Regions from separate parts of the Sus scrofa genome. Here all the other regions are linked to region 1. The links are chromatin contacts, called in public HiChIP or PLAC-seq maps. All regions are on one chromosome and are shown on one strand. The core of a region is the stretch at or near the end of the contact, and the rest is flanking DNA. Distances in the headings are between cores, read along the strand shown.

The links. HiChIP or PLAC-seq counts read pairs in DNA pulled down with a chosen protein or histone mark.
Region 2: a contact with region 1 is called in an H3K27ac HiChIP or PLAC-seq map of alveolar macrophages. The contact joins the promoter of PLA2G12A here to the promoter of RPL34 in region 1. A contact is called at or near these places in 1 of 47 Hi-C or Micro-C datasets (heart right ventricle) and 1 of 2 datasets of contacts at active chromatin or transcription factors (alveolar macrophages).
Region 3: a contact with region 1 is called in an H3K27ac HiChIP or PLAC-seq map of alveolar macrophages. The contact joins the promoter of PAPSS1 here to the promoter of RPL34 in region 1. A contact is called at or near these places in 1 of 5 promoter capture datasets (liver) and 1 of 2 datasets of contacts at active chromatin or transcription factors (alveolar macrophages).
Region 4: an H3K27ac HiChIP or PLAC-seq map of alveolar macrophages shows a contact between it and region 1. The contact joins the promoter of LOC100518620 here to the promoter of RPL34 in region 1. A contact is called at or near these places in 1 of 5 promoter capture datasets (fetal liver) and 2 of 2 datasets of contacts at active chromatin or transcription factors (alveolar macrophages and skeletal muscle).
Region 5: an H3K27ac HiChIP or PLAC-seq map of alveolar macrophages shows a contact between it and region 1. The contact joins the promoter of HADH here to the promoter of RPL34 in region 1. A contact is called at or near these places in 1 of 5 promoter capture datasets (liver) and 1 of 2 datasets of contacts at active chromatin or transcription factors (alveolar macrophages).

What each region holds. Positions count from the first base shown.
Region 1 is chr8:113,470,239-113,474,403 of Sscrofa11.1, reverse strand. RPL34 (60S ribosomal protein L34) reads left to right here and starts at 2,346. Exons shown (of 5, transcript XM_005666943.3): 1 at 2,346-2,428; 2 at 4,003-4,076; 3 at 4,156-4,165. The coding sequence starts at 4,012. LOC102161553 (a long non-coding RNA gene) reads right to left here and starts at 2,289. Exons shown (of 6, transcript XR_002346833.1): 1 at 2,129-2,289; 2 at 579-758.
Region 2 is chr8:112,481,115-112,485,279 of Sscrofa11.1, reverse strand. It overlaps PLA2G12A (group XIIA secretory phospholipase A2), which reads right to left and starts at 1,958. Exons shown (of 4, transcript XM_003129255.6): 1 at 1,504-1,958. The coding sequence starts at 1,711.
Region 3 is chr8:114,250,068-114,254,232 of Sscrofa11.1, reverse strand. It overlaps PAPSS1 (bifunctional 3'-phosphoadenosine 5'-phosphosulfate synthase 1), which reads right to left and starts at 2,174. Exons shown (of 12, transcript XM_021101693.1): 1 at 1,716-2,174. The coding sequence starts at 1,775.
Region 4 is chr8:114,034,176-114,038,340 of Sscrofa11.1, reverse strand. It overlaps LOC100518620 (cytochrome P450 2U1), which reads left to right and starts at 2,438. Exons shown (of 7, transcript XR_002346837.1): 1 at 2,438-3,541.
Region 5 is chr8:114,003,298-114,007,462 of Sscrofa11.1, reverse strand. HADH (hydroxyacyl-CoA dehydrogenase) reads left to right here and starts at 1,953. Exons shown (of 8, transcript NM_214331.1): 1 at 1,953-2,191. The coding sequence starts at 2,060.

The DNA of each region.
Region 1 (4,165 bases), core at 1,097-3,596:
TTTCTAGATGTTCCCTCTCAGCTGCCATGTTTGAGAAGTCCAAGTCTCATGGAGAAGCCATGCATAGATGCTCTGATTGACAGTCTCAAGCTGAGCCTAGCCTTCAAGGTATCCCAACACAGGAATTAACTTAAAAAGTGTTCAGATGATTCCAGCCTCCAGCTGTTGACATCATTCCCAGCTGAAGCACCCCCAGTCATCCCGTAGCAGGGACAAGCCATTCCCACTATGCCATGCAGACATTCTTGACCCATGGAATCCACAAGCATAATAAAATGGTTGTTAGGCTATGCCACTATGGTTATATAGCAACTGACAGCCAGAAGAGAGGCCTAGAGATACAGTGATAAGAAGACAGGGTGTAACCGGAAATATTTAGTAAGCAAATGAACAAAGAACTAAAAGGGAGACAGATTAACAAAAACAAATGACGTCCTTTGAAATGTTTAATAAGATTGCCACATCTATGGCAAGAGTGACAAGAAAAAAGGCAAATATAAAGAAGTCAAGTCACATCATAGAACTGGGTAAGTCTAATACAGGAAAACTGTGATAGTGAGACCATTGTTCTCAATTACCTGGGTGGAGGTGGGCACAGAAAGAAAGACAAGGTCACCAAGTACATTACAATGGGCGACGGGCTCCCAGCTTCCATTACATTCACCTGCCCAGCAAAGTCACTCCAGCAAAAGGGAGAATATATTCCAAGTAAATGCATTCATTTGTTCATTCGTTCAAAAACCACAGTTGCGGAAATCCTGTGAAATCAGATTGTTATGATCATTATACAACTACAGATGTGATAAATTCATTTGAGTAATTAAAAAAAATAAGAAAAGGAAGTAAATTGTAAAAATAAATAAATAAATAAAACCACACTTGCTTCTCTATCCCAGCCTCCATCTCAATACCTGGTACAGCGACAAAGGGAGTCTCGAGAACTAAAAGTGACAGATTGGGAAGGAAAGAAGTAACTACAGAGTCAGGGGAGAAGGAATTATGTGAGAGTCGGCCAGGGGAGGGCTATAACCAGAGCCTTCCATCCGGTGTGGTGACAAAGGTGGCACTGATGTGAGGCGCGACGGAATGAACAGGCCCCACTTAGAAGGGGACCTGAGTGGCCACTGGGCGGCTCTATGCAAATCCTCTCTTCTGGGCCAAGGATATTGACTGGGTCACAGGACACTGTTCTCAGTTTCAGGAAGCTGCCACACCTGTAAATAGGGAGCAGCCGGACCAAAGACTGTCTGATGTGGGAACGCAAAGGCCCAGTTTCCTTGCCAGTTTGGGACAGCTGTGAGGAGCCATCCCCAATACAGAGCTCTCTGCTGGAATAGCTGAAGCCTCGGTTTCATCTACAGTGTGGGTCCTCTGATCCTACCTTGCTCACTTCCCAACAGGTGTATTTTTTAAGAGCACTCCTGAATACACCAGCATATAACTCTCTCTCAATATGTTTCCAGGGAGCCTAATCTAAGATTAAAAATGTAAAGACCCTTTTTAGCATTCTTCCTTAGAGCCCAGGGAAAGTGTTCTTTACTTTTTTGGAGGTCACGAACCCCTTTAACAATATAATGAAACCTAAGGATATTTTCCCCTGTCCTCTGAAAAATGCAGATAGACACTTAATGTAAACATTTACATGCTATTTTAGAGGTTTTTCTTTTTTCTTCCTCCTCATCTTTAAGGCCCAGATCAGACGTTACCACACAAGTGAAGCCTCTAGAAACCCTTTGTACATAATCATAAGATTAGCCACCATTTATTGAACACTCACTCTACAAGACACTGCGCTAAGTGCTTGAACTTCATGATGCCTTTGATCACGACCCAACTCTGCATGGTAGTTACGAATACGTTCCTCTTTAGAGATTTAAGGACTCGCCCAATGTAACGCAACTGATAACTAGCAAATACTGGGTTAAAATCCTAATTCGTAAAGCTTGTGCTTTGGATGAATGACAACGAAAAATAAGAAACGGTTAAAGACAGTAATTCCTGAAAAGTTATCTAATGATATGTGTCAAAATAGAGATTTAAACCCAGGTCTAACTCAAAAGCTGGCGCTCTTTTGGCTAAACGTGTTGCAGCGCACTTGAGAACGGAAAAATAGTTGATTTTGTCCCACCTCTGCGCTTCGCAGCTCCCTCAATATTTTGCTTCTACAGCGATTGCTGAGAGATCTTTGTGTGGCGCTGTTGGGGATGGCTGGGGCGCATCCCGCTCCAAGGAGGCGCTTGCCGTACAACCCAACAGCGCTATGAATCCCCGCCCACTGTATGGAGCTGCGTAGCTTCCGTACAACATGGCGACGTCGTTCTCTCCATCACGCCTCTTCCTCTGATGTAACTTCCTGTCATGCGCAGTCGTATTTGACCTTTGCGCTCGCGAGACCTTCCCTTTCCTCTTCCGGGGACGGTATCCACAGGTATGGTTGCTCTTCTCTTTTTCTTATCGCTACTGCCTTTGCAATCGGCCGCCATCCAGGGACTTATAGGAGTCAGGATCTCCCAGGCACAGTTTTTTGAGTTGGCGTGGGAGTAAAGGCTTAGGTGGGAGGCTGGTGATGAACAATTTCTCGGCTTTTAGCTTCAGACACCTCTCGATTCCCTATCTCCCCTCCGGAGCAGTAGGTGACCCGAGCTCACCACCCGTGGCTTTGCCGCCTGCGCAGTCGCAGTCCAGCGAATACTGCGAAGGGGAGCTCGGAGACGAACGAGTTGTTGTTTGGCTGGTGGACTCTGAAATCGCTGCACGTTCTCATAATTACGCTCTCGTGTTAACCCCGATCGGGTAGCTGTTCTCCAGGCTTTGGCGAGGGGCGGGGGTTGTCCTGCGGGACGACCAGCATCTTCTGATCCTTTCAAAATCGAGGTTTTTTTTCCCAAAGCCAGTGTTTTAATAGGGAGTTTTCTGTCTTGATTTTGTAGAAGGAAACGGCTAATTGGGTCACTATTGCATTAGCTTTCCATGTCGGTTTTGGTGTCTGACAGTTCCCAGTGTAATGTTAGTAAGGAGCTTGTAACAACAGATGCAGGCTGTTTTTTTTTTAAGTAACATGCTGTGAAGAAAGGTGACAAGATTTGACATAAACTAGGTTGATTAAAGTCTTGCTTATGTTTTGGGTAGTTCACTGGAAAATGAGTCGCTCATGTGTACCTATGTAACCGATTTGCTAAACATCATCATTCAGTATTATTTCTAGTTGATAAAGAAAAACAAAACAGATGTCATAATTCAGAGACACTTGGGCCAATACCAGAATTAGTATTAAATGGCACTTAACTTGACCCAGATGTCTCTTTGGGGCAAAACACTGAACCCTGAGTAGCTATTGCGGTGGGCAGAACTCCTGTTGTCGTTTAATCCTAGTGACATTTGTGTCTGTTAGCCCGTGGACTTTGTGGTCCCCGAAAATGGCATGCTTTTCCTTTAATTCCAGGATTTTTAAGATTTGCACTTTTCTGGACACTGTTCCAAACAGAATCAGACTCTTGGAGGGGAAGGCCTAATAATCAGAATATCAGCCCCTGCCACATTTAATTAATTTATATAAGTATGGCTATCCCTCAGTATCTTGGAGGATTGTTCCAAGGCCCCTGAGTAGGTCAAAATCTATTAATGCTCAGGTCTTTTATCTAAAGTCCTCCCATACACTTTATTTTGTGTTTTTTGTTCTCTCTTTAAATCATTTCTAGATTACATATTACACGTAATACAATGTAAGTGGCTATGTAAATAGTCGTGAGCACATGACAAATTCAAGTTTTGCTTTTTGGAAGTTCTGAAATTTTTTTCCCTGAATGTTTTTGATCCATGGTTGGTTTAATTTGCAGATAGAGAACCTGCAGGTAGGGAGAGCCAATTGTAGTTGTAAAGTATGAAATCCTGCTTGTAAGATAAGTTAATGTAAGAGCATATGTGAACAGTGTGTAAACTCTGTGGTTCTGCTTTGTCTAAGATTTGAATTTTTTCTACAGTGCAATTTTATTCTCGATTTAGGTATTCACAATGGTCCAGCGATTGACGTACCGTCGTAGGCTATCCTACAACACAGCCTCTAACAAAACCAGGCTGTAAGTATTACAAAATTATATACATATTGTCATTTGTTCTGCAGAATGCTGAGCTAGTGCCTGTTCTCTCGCTTCCTAGGTCCCGAACC
Region 2 (4,165 bases), core at 709-3,208, 990 kb after region 1:
TCTTCTCAAATAGTATCTCCTCAGCAAGGCCTTCCCGGAACAGCCCATAATAAAGAGCAACTGCCTAACACTGCCACTTCCATTCCCCCTGCTTTATTGTTCTGAAAGCACTGGCATACTTCAGACCTACACACACTACAGATTTGGCTTATTTTACTTATTCTTTAGTTTACTGTCTCTTTCAACCAGAAATATAAGCTCCATGGATAGGAATTTTGTTAGTTTTCTTCAATGCCAAATCTCCCATTGGTAAAACACCTGACATATAATAGGCACTGAAATATTTGTTTAATGAATGGAGATGACTAAGTAAAACTATGACATCTGCCTTCGGGAAGGCAACCATTTAATCTTCAAGTTACTTATTCCTAACAAGCTCTACAAGGACAAAAACAACCTTCCTCACTGAATTCTGGTGGTACCACTTGGGCATGAATTTAAGAAATGATATTTAGTGCTTATATAGCTCCTTCTTTACCTCCATTAACAGAAAATTAGCAATTAGTTTAAGAATTACAGAGAGCATGCTGCATCAGTTTTACATGACATTGGTTCCTTTTAAATTCATCTACATCTTGTCCAGTTTTACTATTAAAGTCACTGAGTTCCCTATTATTTTGAGCTGCCACGCATTAAATCCACTAGGCCTAGACCTTGTCCACTCTTGTTGGAAACAATAAGTACTATTTTAGCATTGTGAAGTTCAAAAAAGAAGTACTTTATCTTAACTATTACAACATTTAAGCATTCCAAAAAGTCAGGCGCTTCGGAGGAAAGATCTCTGCCTGAAATGCTGACTTATTACTACCAACAATGCCACCAAACAGGTTCGCAGATGCAAACATAATTAAAGTTTAAAAATATGAAAAGGCAAATCAAAAGAATAACAATAGCAACCAACATTGACAAAGCAGAGTCACCAGTTTCCAAGGAAAGAAAATTCCTGTCAAGTATTGATGGACTCATTTTCTAGCAGAGTTATCAGCACTCTTTCTCAACAATAGAGTACACCAAAAGTCTGTACAAAGGTCGCGATTTATTTTCTGTAGCTCTGCAGGAAAAACATAACTTAAACCAATTCTTGAGAAAGTTAAAAGGCCATGACTTTAAAATTCTCGAAATGTTTTGCACGTTCAGCTGCTTAATTTAAAGGCGCTAAAATAGAGCTAAAATCAGTCTGTTTCTCTCCATCACCATGACGCATACGTCACTAAGTTCTTGGGCAACTTCCATGCAATTGGAAAAAAAAAAAAAAGAAGTAATTCAGAAGCAATGAAAACAGAACGGTGTGTACACACTCAGGTGCTCTCTCACATGCTAACAACAGTAGTGCGAACTTGTCAGCAGGTTGCTCAAACACAAGAACGGAAGGTCTAGCAATGGTTGTTTTTCCACGGCCAGAGGACACCGTCAAGGTCTGCCTGGCATCTCACACCTCCACGATCTCGGTCCCCCCAACAGCCCTGAAAGCACGGGCCTCGCAGGTCCTGGGGTCCCCCTCACCGTCATTGCACTTATACTGGCAGAGCCCATCCTCTCCTCCCAGAAGGTCCAAGGCGGCGTTGAGGTACGTGTCTATTTTGTGAACGCCGTTCCGGATGGTCTTCAGGGTGGCCCTCCAATCGGTGGGCTGGGCCTGCTCCTGGCATCTGAAAGCCGCGGTCAGTAGCAGGAGGAGGAGGGCGAGCGCGGGCCGCGGGAGCTGGGCCATCCGCGCAGCGCCGGGCCGCACGGGTCCCGGGAGCCGCGCGACCGGCGCACGCCCCACTGAGCCCCTTCAGCGAGCCCTAGCCTAGGCAGCTGCGCGGGGCCAGGGCTCAGCAGCAAGGTGGGGCCGGCCCCATGCCCCCGCCTCCCGCCTGGCTGGGAGGCGGGCCCTCTCCGCCGGCAATGAGACGCGGAGACGCTCGGCGCGGCGCACGCGCTGCGCTCACCTGGGCCTGCCGCTGTCCCTGTGCGCCTGCGCCGAGCGTGGTGCGTCAGAGGGGCGGGGAGGCGGGAGCGCTGAGAGGCGTCCTCCACGCTTACTTGGTGGCCGCGGCACGCCCCCGAGGCGGTTACCTGGTCCTCGTTAGCACTACCTGAGGGGAAGGTTGTGCTACTAAATAGCCATGCTGGGCCCCGTACCCCAGAGAGGCTGATTAGGTTCGTCCAGGTGTCAGTGAGCATCCGTGTTTTTTAAAAGCTCCCTGGATAGCTGTAAAGTGCAGCCAGGTGGCGAACCCCCGTGACCTCCTCCGACTTGTAGGGGCGCTGTTCAGCCACCCCAAGCGACAGGCTTTTCTGGATGTAGACAGTGTTGGAGAAGTGAGCTCCCGTAGCCACGTGCAAAGAGAGAGCCGAGGGGTCCAGCTGAATTTCGGGTTTGAAACTGATTCTGCCTGATAGGTGGGCAGAAGCCACGTCTCACCAACTTGGGTCCGGGATTCACGGCCCTGCTGTTGGGGGATGGGGACTGGAACATGTCAACCTAAGGCCATGTAGGTGCCTGGCTGAGAAGGATGAGCGAGATGCTGGTTTCAGAATTATGGAAGAAGAAAATGTTTTGACAATAAAAAACCATGAGCGGGAGTTCCCGTGGTGGCTCAGTGGTTAGAATCCGACTAGGAACCATGAGGTTGAGGGTTCGATCCCTGGCCTTGCTCAGTGGGTTAAGGATCTGGCGTTGCTGTGAGCTGTGGTGTAGGTCACAGACGCGGCTCGGATCCCGCGTTGCTGTGGCTGTGGCGTAGGCCAGTGGCTACAGCTCCAATTAGACCCCTAGCCTGGGAACCTCCATATGCCGCGGGAGCGGCCCAAGAAATGGCAAAAAGACGTAAAAAATAAAAAACCATGAGCTTTTTTCTCTGGTAAAGGAGAAGCAGTACTCTACAATTGATTGCAGTTTAAAAAAAAAAGAAAAAAGTGGAAATCACAGATTTCCTACTGAAGATACTTTATAACTTGATAGCTCCAGTAACTTTTCTCTATCTTTTCCCAACCCTGTGCAGAAGCCTTAAATAACAATTGCAGTAATTTTTACCAGAGCTATAAATATCTGGTTATCTTCCTCTGCCTGGCAGTTTCCAAGAAGATCCAGGGCAAGATTTCAAGAGATGTGTCCTTTCTAATAAGAGTTACCAATAAGTTCTAGTTTGGCTTTTGTGTTTGTTACAGGCTCCATACATTTATAATAAATGTGCAGTGCAGAGCTCATAAGAGTTATATCTCTCCGTATTAAAAGCTTACTTTATGTCAGGCACTTCACTGAGCCCAACCCCAGGCTGGGTTAGTAGAAAGCCACCTGGCTTTAGTCTGCCCTACTGCAGTGCTCAGCCAGGCATCCTTGGACTGTGATCAACTCACAACACAGTGGATGAAGAGAATTGTGTTTGGACAGTGTTTATCTTGGAGAGAGAGCAGTGAGCAGCAGCTTGAAGTGAAGTCTTAATTCCCTGCTCAGGTAGCCTGGGTGAAAACCAGGAACCCTAGCCACTAGACCAGGTAGATGCTAAAAGCAAAATCGTCCTGATTCTTGACGATTCTTGGTTGAAAAGAAGAATATTCAAGGAGGCAAAGACTATAAAAATAGGCACAACATATTTTATTAGAGACAGTACAACACATGGAAGAGCACACAGAGAAATAGTTGATTTACTTAAGACAGCAAGACAGTAATACACACCCAAAGGACTGCGGGTGCGGGCATCCTCCTGAATGAGGAGCGCACCAGAGAAGTGATTTAAATCACTTATGCAAAACAGTTCTTTCAGGTCTTTGTTTTCCTTAAGCCATTTATCTTGTTTTATTTTTCATACCTGATGAGACCCAGGGCCCTTCCCAGTCTGCATGCGTGTGTTTTGGCCAAGATGGATTCCAGAGCAAAGGATTATGGGATAGTTAACAGGACTTACTATGTCCTGGCATACCCTGCCTTTTTGACCCCCAGGAGTTTTTCTCCACATATGTAGCTGGTGAGGTCTCCTTAACTCCAGAAATGATTGATGTGGTCATCTTATCTTTTTACTTCGGCAGAGCTCAGCTCCTGCCATTAACATTCTCTTTTTTTTGTCTTTTTAGTGTCACACCCTTGGCAGATGAAAGTTCCCAGGATAGGGGTTGAATCAGAGCTGTAACAGCCAGCCTACACCACAGCTACAGCAACAGAGGATCAGAGCCAGATCTG
Region 3 (4,165 bases), core at 925-3,424, 780 kb before region 1:
TATCTCCTTCAGTCAACAAAAATCCTGCAGAGTGGTTAAACAGGTCTTTTCATTGCTCCTGGATTAAATAACAGCTATTACTATTATCACTCCTAGATTTTATTCATACAGTTCCCCTCTGCCTCAGAAATCTGCGCACACTTCTCTTCCACAAACCCTCCCCAAAACACTCAGGCTAAACCAATCTCTCCTCTAAACTGTGATAAAACAACTGCCACACCACTCCCTGGGGTCTGTAATGATGTATCATCACCTGCAAATGCCAATTACAACCCCATCTAGGCCACGAGCAACCAAAAGGCAAAAGCACAGAGTTCCTCATTTTCTCCAAGACTAGCACCTGCCTCTACAAGGAACACACACTTATCCGGCAAATGGAATAGTAAGTGAGTTACAAGTGGTGTAGGTGAAACGATCTGAAAAATACCTTAAGTTAGCCAACCTTATTTCCCTAACCAGGAAATACCTCAAGGTAACCGGAGCAATATCAATAGTTCCATGGCAGTGGTCTCATTGCACTTTCCAATTCATTATCTTCTTTCCTCTTCAGAACAGTCCAGTGAAGTACACACTCTTAGGCCTTTAAGTCAGCTGAAGTGTGAAGAAGTAGAGTGTTTTTCCTCAAGATTACACAGCTACTAAATGGCAAAGCTGAAACCCAAAACCAGACCAGTAGTCCAACCCTCTTTCCAATGTCCTTTTATCCCCTCTCCCTCCTTATTATCTAAAGAGTTAAATAACTAAAAGAAGAAAGGAATCGGGTGAGAACCTTGGTAACAACAGATATGGTAAATTAATGGCTTAAAATGAACGTCTGCCTAAAATGGCTTCTTTTTTTTTCTTTGACTCACCAAGGGCAATGATGATTTGCAAGGCTGCATTTAAACCTCATGATCTTGTGCTACCGTGAAATAAAAATTTCCATCCAAACTTAAAACCAGTGCCTTTCCAGACTGGAGAGTTGGTCACCATCTCCTTCACTCCACCCCTTCTGCACTTAAAAAAAAAAAAATCTTACGGCTGTTTCTTACAAAAGAGTAATTAAAGAAGGAAGCAACCTTCTAAGGACGCAACACTAACGAAGTCAACTGGCAGTCCCTGCTAAACGTTATAAACCATTAGTTTTCCCACACTTTACCGTCTCCATGTTATTTATTTGATATTCCAATTTAACAGTGAGTCACAAAGAACCTCAGTTCAGGACAGTCTCAACTCATGAATGGCCACATTGTTAGGTACCCTCCCTTCACACTGAAACTCAGAAATGGAAAGACATGGACATGGACCCAAACCTGGGCTAACTGCTCTGGCAGAGGCAAGAAAAACCAGGAACGTACCAAAGGCGCCTGCCTCCGCCTCCGCAGCAGACCTTCAGGCCGCTACAGGGGATGCGAGCAGCTCCCCCTCGGGGGTGCAGGTTTTAGCAGCCGCCAGCTCACTTCCAAAAAATCCTCCCCGAGGTCCCGTCTGAGCCGAGGAACTGGAGAAGTGGGCGTTATTCCCACGGACAGTCGATCGGACTACAAGTTGAGCCCAGCCCGAGACCTCCCCGCCGCCGCACCACCCACCTCCCCAGCTGGAAAGCGCCGCGGCCTCGGGTACCACCCCCGGCTCTCCCGGGAGGATGCAGAGGAGGCAGGAGGAAGGCAGCTGCTCCTAAACGAGCTGCAGCGGGAGCCTCCCAGAGCCTCCTCCGCACCTCTGTGCCTGCTCACCCAGTTTTGCGCGTTATTGCTCAGCTTGACTTTCTTGCACAGGCTACCGGGTACTTCCATGGCTACACAGCGCGCGCGGGTGCCGGCGTTCTCAGCGCCCACAGGGTAGCGGGAGAAGGGGAGGTCGGCGGGGGCGGGACGGGAAGGCGGGGCCTCCTCGCGACGCAGCTGGCCAGCGCTGTCGTAGGCACGCGCTCGTGCCCGTGGCTCAGACCACGTCGCGTCAGCCGCTCCTCCGAAATGGGTCCGGGGCAGAGGTATGTGGGGTGGGGCGAAGCAACGGACGAGAACCGGAGGCAGGAGTTGGCGGCCGGGCTTGAGAGCGCGCACGACGGGAGCGCGCAGGAGGCTCTTCCCTCTTGATTCCGAGGAAGAGGCGGGGCCTGAGGAGGCAGTGGTGGAACTTCCCGGTCCTTCCTCCGAGCGCAGCCGGCGGTGCGCATGCGCAGAGCTGAAATCGCTTCTCCGGCTTGGGCCAAAAAGGGCAGGAAAGTTACCAGGCTCCCCGCTGCTGTTTCGTGGGCCGGCGAAGACGCTGACGTGGTTCCCCGCCCCTCTGCCTTCTCCGTAAGCCCGGCCACCAAGTCTCCTGTTCTCCACATCTGTGCCCATGTCGGCCTGGCCGTATTTAAAAAGGAATTTTCCAGCCGCGCGAGGGGAAGAATCGATTTACTGACCAGCTCCTTCTCCACACCGATTTGCTTTAAAATTCTTCTCAACGCACAGTTTCCAAAAAAAAAAAAACAAAAAAAAAAACAAAAAAAAAAAACCCATCTCTGGACATCAGTCATTAATACGGCTTGTGGTTTTAGTGATTATCTGCAAGGTCCCTGCTTCCCCACTTGGAGACCTCTCTTCAGGAGATTTCTCTCAGGTACTTCTCACCGGCGAGACCCAAAATGGGGCCTCTGTATTATTAGCTTCTCAGAAAATCCTAAGAGGAATGCAATCCAGTCTGAGGGAAGGGCCTGGGTTACCACAGAGTAGAATGTCCATTTGTGGAGGACACTTTTAAATTCACCTAATTTTAAATTATTCCAGGGCTACTTCACAGGAGGATGGGCTGGAGGTGTGGGGGAGCTTTCTCCACTTCCACCCCCGTTACTCTCAGGGCTTTTCTATATCTGGTCCCTAGCACTGAGATAGTTGCTTGAATCGCTTCTCCATAACCCAGTGCCCTCCCCTCCACACACACATACACACCCCAATCGCTAAGACCTGACTTTACTGCCTCTTGGTCGAAGGACAGAGACAATGAAAGGGGCACACCAAACTGAGGAGGTGCCTTGAAACTGAAAAAATGAGGCACGCACCTCCATATTATCAGTGGATCGATTAATATACAGCAACTTACAAGGCGGTGTTATTAACCAGGGTTCTTGGACTCTTTCATCAATACAAATTAAGAGACCAGACAAGAAATTCAGACAAGGCTTTCTTAGGGCATGTGCTACAGCCCTAGGGAGCGAAACAACTAAGTTTCCCTTTGCTTGCCCCCTGGGGTCTGTCGGCGCCCCGGACCATGAGTCAAGCTGGAGGGGTGGCTTAGATGGTCTGTCCACCCCCTTGGTGGTACTGTGTGGAGGGTGCATGCCCCATACCCTGTTATTGCTCGCAACTCAGAGGTAGCAGTTGGGGTTTTGGTGGTTTTGTATCTTGCTGGTTATTTGCCCTAACTGCAGTTATTTTTAGCCCCCTAAGTTTCTCTGTACTTTGTTGCTGGAGGAAATATTTTGTCCAGGTACAAGCACTGCCTCAAAGGGTCCCAGGTCCCAGGTCTCAGCCTGACTCAGTGAGATCAAGAGGACTATAACCCAGAAGCATTCGCAGCTGCTCTTCACTCCCAATAGCTGAGAGGCCATTGGGATGGTTTTATAGTTAACCTAGGGTATGAGAGTAGTGCTTAGAAATAGGAAGTGTATTCCTAAGTCAGGGTTTATGGATGGGTAACAAGTCTCCTGGGTACCAGGAATATGTCAGCAAAAGTCTTCATAACTGGGGACTAATAAAGCAGAGGCCACCAGATCCTAATGATTATTAATTACATATTAACTGAAAAGCCCTTGATGACAGAGAAGTGATTTACTGTAGAGTACAGTCCTGGGTGGGGTCACTGGAAGGACAGCAAGAAATACAAGCCCAAAATGGTGTCAGTTATGCTGATGGCTATACATTCTTTATTTTTTCCATGCATTCTTAATAGCTAGCAAAATCAGTCCCCTGTTTACTTACCCCACTGCTACTGTCTAAGTATTAGGCCTTCCCCATATCCAGGATGAATCACAACTAATCCCTTTAACTGGGCATCCTCCAGCCCATGGATCTGCTGCCCCTAACACTCCACTCTTTCAGTTTTATAGTGGAACTAGTGGCTCATGGAAGTTCCCCAGCTAGGGGTCAAATTGGAGCTGCATCTTCGACTTGTGCTGCAGCTGACGGCAACACTGGAT
Region 4 (4,165 bases), core at 1,189-3,688, 560 kb before region 1:
ACTCTTGATAACAAAATAGTAAGTACTTAGATATTTTGGATATACTGTTACCAACAATTCTGGCTGAAATCCATATACCGCAACAAGGATTTCAGCGGGAAAGTGAGTGCTTTGAAATGATCATTGCGGATCCAATTTTTTTCCTTAGTGTTTTTCTTGTTTTCCTTTCTCTCCCCACCCCAAAGATCTTTTAGCATTCTCTTTCTTTATGGCTACTGACTATGATAGTGTTCACCTATTTAAAATAGGAAGGATAGGTGTTCTCTGTGGCTCAGCAGGTTAAGGATCCAGCGTAGTCTCTGCAGTGGTTCTGGTTGCTGCCGTGGCACAGGTGCGATCCCTGGCCCAGGAATTTCCGAGGACAAAAGAGAGGAAAAGAAAGAAAATAAAGGAAAATAGAAAGCATAGAGCACAAAGTATTTCTTTTCTCTGGCAAGATAGTCCGGAATACTGTTTTCAGGAAATTCATCCCTACAAAGCACTGGATGAACTGTGGTTTCATGTTTAAAATAGTTTACCCAGAGCTCCTGCTGGGGTGCAATGGGACCAACAGTGTCTTGGGAGCCGGCCCAGTTAAGGATCTGGCTGCAGCATATGTTGCAACTATGGCTTGGATCTGATCCCTGGATGCCCTGGAGTGGCCCAAAATGGAAAAGAAAAAAAAAAATTTTACCCTAGTATGTATTGTGGACATTGTAGCTTCCTATATTAGTTTCAAGGGCTGTCATGACAAAGTACTACAGACTTACTTGCTCACAGTTCTGCAGGCTAGAAATCTAAGATCTGGTTGTTGGTGGGGCTCATCTCTTCTGAGGCCTCTCTCCTTGTTTGTCGATGTCCATTGTCGCCCTGTGTTTCCACTTGATCTTCCCTCCAGGTCTGTCCGTGTCCCGATCTCTTTCTAAAACAACACCAGTCAGGAGTCCCAATCTCTGACCGGAGCACTGGGATGAAGCTTCCATCCCCAGCCCAGCACAGTGGGTTAAGGATCCCACATTACCACAGCTGCAGTATAGCTCGGATCGGATCCCTGGCCCAGGGAACTCCATATGCCACAGGGAGGCCAAAAAAGGGGGAAAAAAGAAAAGAAAAAAAAGGGGAGGGGAACCCCGCCAGTCACATTGGATTAGGATCCACTTATGTGACCTCATTTTACGTTACCACTTTAAAAGACCCTGTCTCCACAGACAGTCACATTCTGAGGTACTGGGAGTTAGGCCTTAACATACAAACTTGGGAGGGAACACGGCTTGGCCCATAGTACTTCTTGTGTGCATCACAGAGCTATAAGCCTAAAGAAGAGAATTGCTTAGGAAAACAATGTGAATGCAGTTATATCCTGTGTGTCTGTTAGGGTCGTTAGTCACATCTTCAAGTATTTTTATTTTTTTATTTTTTATTTTATTTTTCGTCTTTTTTTCGGGCCACACCTGTGGCATAAGGAAGTTCCCAGGCTACAGGTCAACTAGGAGCTGCAGCTGCTGGCCTGTACCACAGCCACAGCAATGCAGGAACCAAGCTGCGTCTACAACCTACACCACAGCTCACAGCAACAGCGGATCCTTAACCCCCTGGTAGAAGGCCAGGGATCAAAACCACGTCCTCATGGATACTAGTCGGATTCCTTACCGCTGAGCCACAACAGGAATTCCTAAGTATTTTTAAATTATTTGTGAATTTAAGTTCCTTGTAAGGGAAGATGATAATGGCTACTACTTTGAAGAACAGGCTATGAAGACACTCAGATGATATATTGATCATATCTGCAAATAACTGGTTTAAGTGTTAAAAATTCTCCAATTTCAAAAAAAAATGAGAAAACTAATCTAACAACGAATGGTTAATTATGGAAGATATGAAGTTTGTTTGGGGGTAAAACAGTTTATGAAGAGCTTGACAAAAATAGTATTTGAACAGACTAACTGTGAAATAAAAAGAATCAGAAAACAGAAGCAGATTCGTTCATTATGATCCATTAAGTTGGTTTATAGGAGACTGCCATTTTAGTAGATTAAAAAATGGTCTAATATTGGCAGTTCTTTGTGTCAGTCTAACATAAGAACAACCAGAGCATTTAGTCTGTAGATGACAGAAAAGAGGAGTGCCTAGGAGCCATAATTATAGAAGATTAAAGAAAGACTTTGTATTGTATCTCAACCTCGGCATTTCAGGTATGGTCTCACTGCTATAATAATACTGTCACCTCTCCTCACCCAACTGATTTCCTTTTTATATTATTAGCTACTTAAATCCTCCAAGCAAAGTTCTGGATTAGGCCTTCTGCTTGACCTGGGCCACAAACTGAAATGGGCGTTGAGCTTTCACTCTTCGCATAGAGAGCGATACTCCAGTCTATGGCAAGTTCTAGGAGCTTAATTCCATCACCCCACCCACCCCGTGGTCCCCCTCGCATCCTTTCCAGAGCGTCGGCCACCTACATCTACAAATTCTACACGTCGCATTTCCACTATCCTGCTGTCTCTGAGTGGAAGAAAGGGCCATTTCTTCCTCCGAATCCCAATTTGGATAAAGCAGTAACCCCCTCTATTTGCTACCAGAGGATGGGGCGGGACCTCTCTCCCCCAGCTCAGGGTAGAAGTGCTGGTGTTGAAGCGGAGTCTTGTGAGGGGCCTGTGGAGAAGGCATGGTTTACACGCTCAACGGACCCACGACACTGGAAATCCGACAACCAATCAGAGCGTAAGGATGTGTAGCGAGCATCTTTTTTTCAGGCTCGGTCAACGCCATGCCTGACCCAGTGGAATTGTTCAACGGGGCTTTGGAGGCGAACTTTCAGATAGGGAGCTCAGCTTGGTTAGCGGACCCCAGCTGCCGGGTTCCGAAAGCGGCCCCGTTTCCGCTCGGGCGTCGCTGATTGGAGGGCTCGGGAGAAGGAGGTGGGCGCAGCCAATCCGGACCGGCCTCCGCCGCTTTCCTTCCCGCCCCCGGGCTTCCAGGGGAGTTGGCATCCGAGCCGGGCACCGCTGTCAGCCTGAGCTCTCCTGGGGCCAGAGGCAGGAGGCCGAGGCTGCAGTCGCCAGCGCACAGGCCATGGCCTCCTCGGGGCTGGCCCAGCCCCCCTCCGAGGACTCTCCCTGGCCTCTGAGCCTACTGCACGCGTCCCCGGGGCTGCTGCGGCTGGACCCCACCGGCGGCGCGCTGCTGCTGCTCGTCCTCGCCGCGCTGCTGGGCTGGAACTGGCTGTGGCGGCGCCCAGAGCCGGGCATCCCCCCGGGGCCCACGCCCTGGCCGGTGGTGGGTAACTTCGGTTTCGTGCTGCTGCCGCCTTTCCTCCGACGGAAGAGCTGGCCGTATGGCCGGGCGAAGACCAATCCCTTAAATACCTCGGGCCTGAGCGCACAGTTGCTCCTGGCTGAGCTGGCCCACGTGTATGGCAACATTTACAGCTTCTTCATCGGCCACTACCTGGTGGTGGTCCTCAACGACTTCCACAGCGTGCGCGAGGCGCTGGTGCAGCAGGCCGAGGTCTTCAGCGACCGTCCGCGGATGCCGCTCAGCTACATCCTGACCAAGGGGAAGGGTGAGCTGGGCCGCGGCTGCGGGAACCTTAGGGGTCAGGGGCCGTGGGAACGCGCGGGTGGAGCTGCAGGTGCTCCAGGGCTGCGGGTCCTGTGCCTCCTGAGGCCGCGCACCCAGCCTGCCTCACACCTGCCCTGCGCCGGAGCGGAAGGGCAAGGGCAAGGGCGAGGGCGGTGCCGCCTCCCTCTCCTGGGGCCTTTGAGGTCCCCTGGAGGTGTGAGAGATTCCATCTTTTCAGGGGCATTCACTCCTGCCCAGAACAAAGCCCTACTCTCCAGCCTGTGTGCCCGGGAGAAACTTTGGCCCTGTTGGAAGGAGAGAAGAAGGGTATTTTCACCTTCTGCGTTTGGAGTGCAAAAGTTCAAGAAGATTGTGTTCCCGCTGTGGCACAGCGGGTTAAGGATCTGGCATTGTCTGTGGCAGCGCTGTTTCAATCCTTACAGGACCAGGCGCAATGCTTTAGGAATCCCGCAAAACTTTCCCATAAGAAACTCCAGAAAACAGGATAGGAGCCAATTGTCAAACCTAATGCACTAGGTTTGTAGCCTCTGTCTAATCTGCGCAGTTTTTTTACTCGTTTTGTTTGCTTTTTAGGGCCGCGCCTGTGGTACAGGGCACCTGCAGC
Region 5 (4,165 bases), core at 704-3,203, 530 kb before region 1:
CCAAATACTCTGGCATTATGTTCCAAGTTACCTACACTGGAAAAAAAAAATATCGTGACAACACTGTGATTAGAACATGTTTGGAGTTTCCTGGTGGCCTATTGGTTAAGGACTCTATGTTGTCACTGCTATGGCTTGGGTTCAGTCCCTAGCCTGAGAACTTCCGCATGCTGTGGGTATGGCCAAAAAGAGAGAAATAAAAAAAGTCTTTGGCCTTACATTAGATTAGACACAACTTATAAATGAGAATGAAAAATTAAAATTCAAATAAAGAATCATCTGTGCATCCCCCTAGTCCACCAACCTAGCTTCACTTCTAATCATGTCAAATTTCCTGTGGCAATATTTTTTTTTACATTTCTATCTTATCATGTGCTGCTTCCTCTGTCTAAAATCCTCTTTTCTTCATAAACTGGCTAATTTTTTTCCTTCAATTTACTAGGTTCCCTATGCAATCTTCCTATTCCAATTTCAGTCCTATTGATTGCTACATTGGAGCACTTAATGGACTTTAATTATTTGGATGTGACACTGTCTCTTCAGCCAATAATGATCCTCTTAATAATGTCCCAAGCCTCCACACCAGTGCTTCTCCCATATTTTTACAATATTAGAAATAAAAATGAAGGAGTTCCTGCTGTGGCACAGTGGGTTAATAATCTGATTGCAGTGGCTTGGGTTGCTGCAGAGGTGCACCTCTGATCCTCTCTGTGTACTGGGTTAAAGGATCCGGCTTCACCACAGCTGGAGCTGCAGCAGGGATTCCATCACTAGCCAGGGAACTTCCATATGCCCCAGGTACCACCATAAAAGAAAGAAAGGGAAAAAAAAGAGATCAAAGCAAAGGAATGGTGAACATAGTATTTACTATGAAAGTTACTTCCAACAGGAGGATGCTGACTTTGGATGGTGAGTCTGTGGGTCCTTATTACATATTCAAAAATAATATAAAAATAATACAAATTCTGTGTTACTAGGTGTTCCCACTGTGGCTCAGCAGGTTAAGAATCTGAATAGTATCCACAAGGATGTGGTTTGATCCCTGGCCTCCCTCAGTGAATTAGGGATCTGGCATTGCACAAGCTGCGAAGTAGGTCGCAGATGCAGCTCAGATCCTCTTGCTGTGCCTGAGGTGCAGGCCAGGACCTGCAGCTCTGATTTGACCGGCAGCCCAAGAACTTCCATATTCCGCAGGTGCGGCCCTAAAACAATAAATAAATTAATTAAAAAATTCTTCATTATTAAAGTACAGTAACTAGGAATTATTCACAGGAGGGGGACTACTGGCCTAATTACTATCAAGTCTTCCAGTACTTTGAAAGACTTTCCTTTCCATTTTTATCTCCACAGAGGTTTCTCTTTGATCTTACCATTCACACATTCAGGACTTGTAAAGTGGAAATGGGCAATATCAACTCTCTTTCTCTGACCCCGATCTCTGCATTGGAATTCATGGGTTACTAGACATTTGCTTTGCGTCCGAGCAGTTCGTTTCCTTCCGTTTTATCAGGAACAATGTACACAAGGCCGAAATAATTCCTAGATTTGGTTATTTGATGACGTGAACTGAAGGTGCTCATTTGGGAGTCTCTTATCATCAAAACCGAAATAACACGTATTTATTCAGGGTCGAGTTATGCACTAGCATCCTAAGCGAGGATTTAACAAAACAACACCGCATCCTCCCCCTTATAAGGCCGCCCTCCGCTTTGGGCCTGCGCGGGGATGGGCGCGCTAACTGCCCCTCCTCTTCCCTCTGACTGCGGAGGGACAGCCCGGCCAGCGAGCTCAGCAGCGCAACGCTGTGGCCGTGCCCGCCCACTTGGGCGGAGACGCCGCGCTCCGACGTTCGAACGCGGCCCCTGGGGTCTCCACCAATGAGAAAAGCGAATCGCGAGGCTCCGCCCTGTCGTCGGAGACGCACAGCCACGCCCAGGGCGCGCGGACCTTGGGTTTCCTGGGTGTCCAAGCCCAGGGGTCGTCTTGCTACTCTTGCCTCAGCCGCCTGCGGTTACCTTCTCCGCCCGGTCTTGTTGCTGTCGCCGCCTTCGTCTGCACCATGGCTTTCGCAACCAGGCAGCTCGTGCGCTCCTTGTCCTCCTCGTCCACCGCCGCGGCCTCGGCGAAGAAAATCCTCGTCAAGCACGTGACGGTCATCGGCGGCGGGCTGATGGGCGCAGGCATTGCCCAGGTGGGCCGCCCGGCGGGCAGCGCTCTCCGCTCGCCTTGCTGCCTACGCTAACCTGAGAGCTCTGGCGGGCCGCGACCCGGCGGGGTGTAGCTCCGAGAGACCTGGAGAATTTCCCCTCCTCCCCTGTCCCCCTGCCCGTGTAGTTGAAATGCCTAGACCCGTGAGTCTGCACTCCCTCAAAGATCTGGTGTCTTTTGGCCGAGCCTCCGTTTCCGAGGGTGTGCGTCCCGAGACCTGGACTGCGATCGGGTTTAATTTTTATCGGTGGTTTTTTTTTTTTTTTTTAAATAATTCTGCAGTTATTGTCAGAGTAGTTTTCTGCTCTTCGAAATGGTCTTCTTCCGAGTGTTTCCTATGCTTGCTGGATTACAAAGGTTAATAGTAGTCAGCACTTTTGTAGCATTTTGTAAAAGTTATCTTATCGGAGCTTGTGAGGCCCTGGGACGCCACCAGCTGCTGCTGCGCGGGGCCTCTTTGACCTAATGCCCTCTGGTGCTGGGGAGAGTGGGAGCGGGAGGTAGAGGGGCCAAGGGCTCTGAAGGGGTAGCTCATTAATCTCGCTGTGGATCTTCAGGACTCTGCCCTGTTCCACCTGAGCTGTGATTCAGGGACAGTTGTGCAGTTATTATCTAGATACTGTGGTACTTGTACTTTATTGATTTTTAGCGGTTACATTCCAGGTTGTATTGGGGAACCGTGATTTTCATAGCCTAGCTGATTATCTTCTTAGCATTTCAGCCCTTGCTACTAGTATTGTTGGACAGGGGAGGCATTGATCTAGTTTTTTTGGGGGGGAAGTACCTTCAGTGGCTTCAATTTTGAAAAAGATTAATTTTTCTTAGTTCTATTTCCAACCAAGTCCTTGCTTCTGTGCTTGCTTTTTAGAAAAATCTTTTATTGTCATTATGTATCTTAATTTTTCCCACCCTGCAGGTTGTTATTTTTTTTTAAACAACTATTAATTTGGTTGCTTTTTCTCCTAAAATCTGTTTTTCATTAATGTTTTATCCTTCTGACAGGCTCCCATTTCTTTTCAGATCATGTTTTGGGACTCTTTTTATTGTGTACATGTTCTGAATGCTGGGTTATGGTGTCCTCATAATCTTTATTATTTGTGAAAGGGAGGAGTAAGTCTCTTTAACTGAAAGTTCCATGCATTATATTACATGATAATCAAAAGAGCACATTTTGTATCTCGCTACTCCACCCAAATCTCTCTGTGCTGTGAGAGTGAGATTTGTTGTGGCAGGTAAAGAAAATGACATATTTGTTTAGAAACATCTAAACAACATTTCAGAAGATATTAGGGCCTTAAGCCCCCAATAACAATATAGGAGATGGGTCCAAAATCTATTGTTGATGGTACCTTGAAGTGGAAGAGGATTAGAAATTAAGTAGAAAGCTTCACTTCAGCTTTTGTACAAGTTTAGGTTGCTCAGTTCCTGGAATATTGTATCTATTATTGGCTAAAGAAGAGTGTTGTGCTACACAAAAAGGCAGACATAGGCACACCAAAAATTCTAGGTATGGTATTGGAGCTTTGATTTGAGAAAGGAGGCAGGAGTTGCACAGTGAGACCAATTCAGACTTGTGAATCAAATCATTGAGTAGTTGAATGGGGAGGGCCTTTTGAAACCTAAGGGGTAAAAAAGAGAGCTTTTACCCCACAGGTTGGAAATGTAATGGAACTGTCATTCAACTCATTGATAAAGACTAGAAGCTTAAACAGTGGACAGTTGTAGGGAACAGTAGTTCTGTCCTTACATAACGAAGTTTTAAAAGAGCCTCAGCCACTGTGGGTGACAGCTTTAGTTCTGTGGAGAGGAACCCTTCTTTCCTGCAGAATGTCTCTGTATGCCACCGTCAGGCATTTGCTTGGTTTCAGTGGTTTAGCTGATCCGTTTTTTGTACTCCATCCTGCAGCTTGCTGTTTGAGGCAGTATTGCCTCATTCTCTGTGTTCTTTGGCCTACAG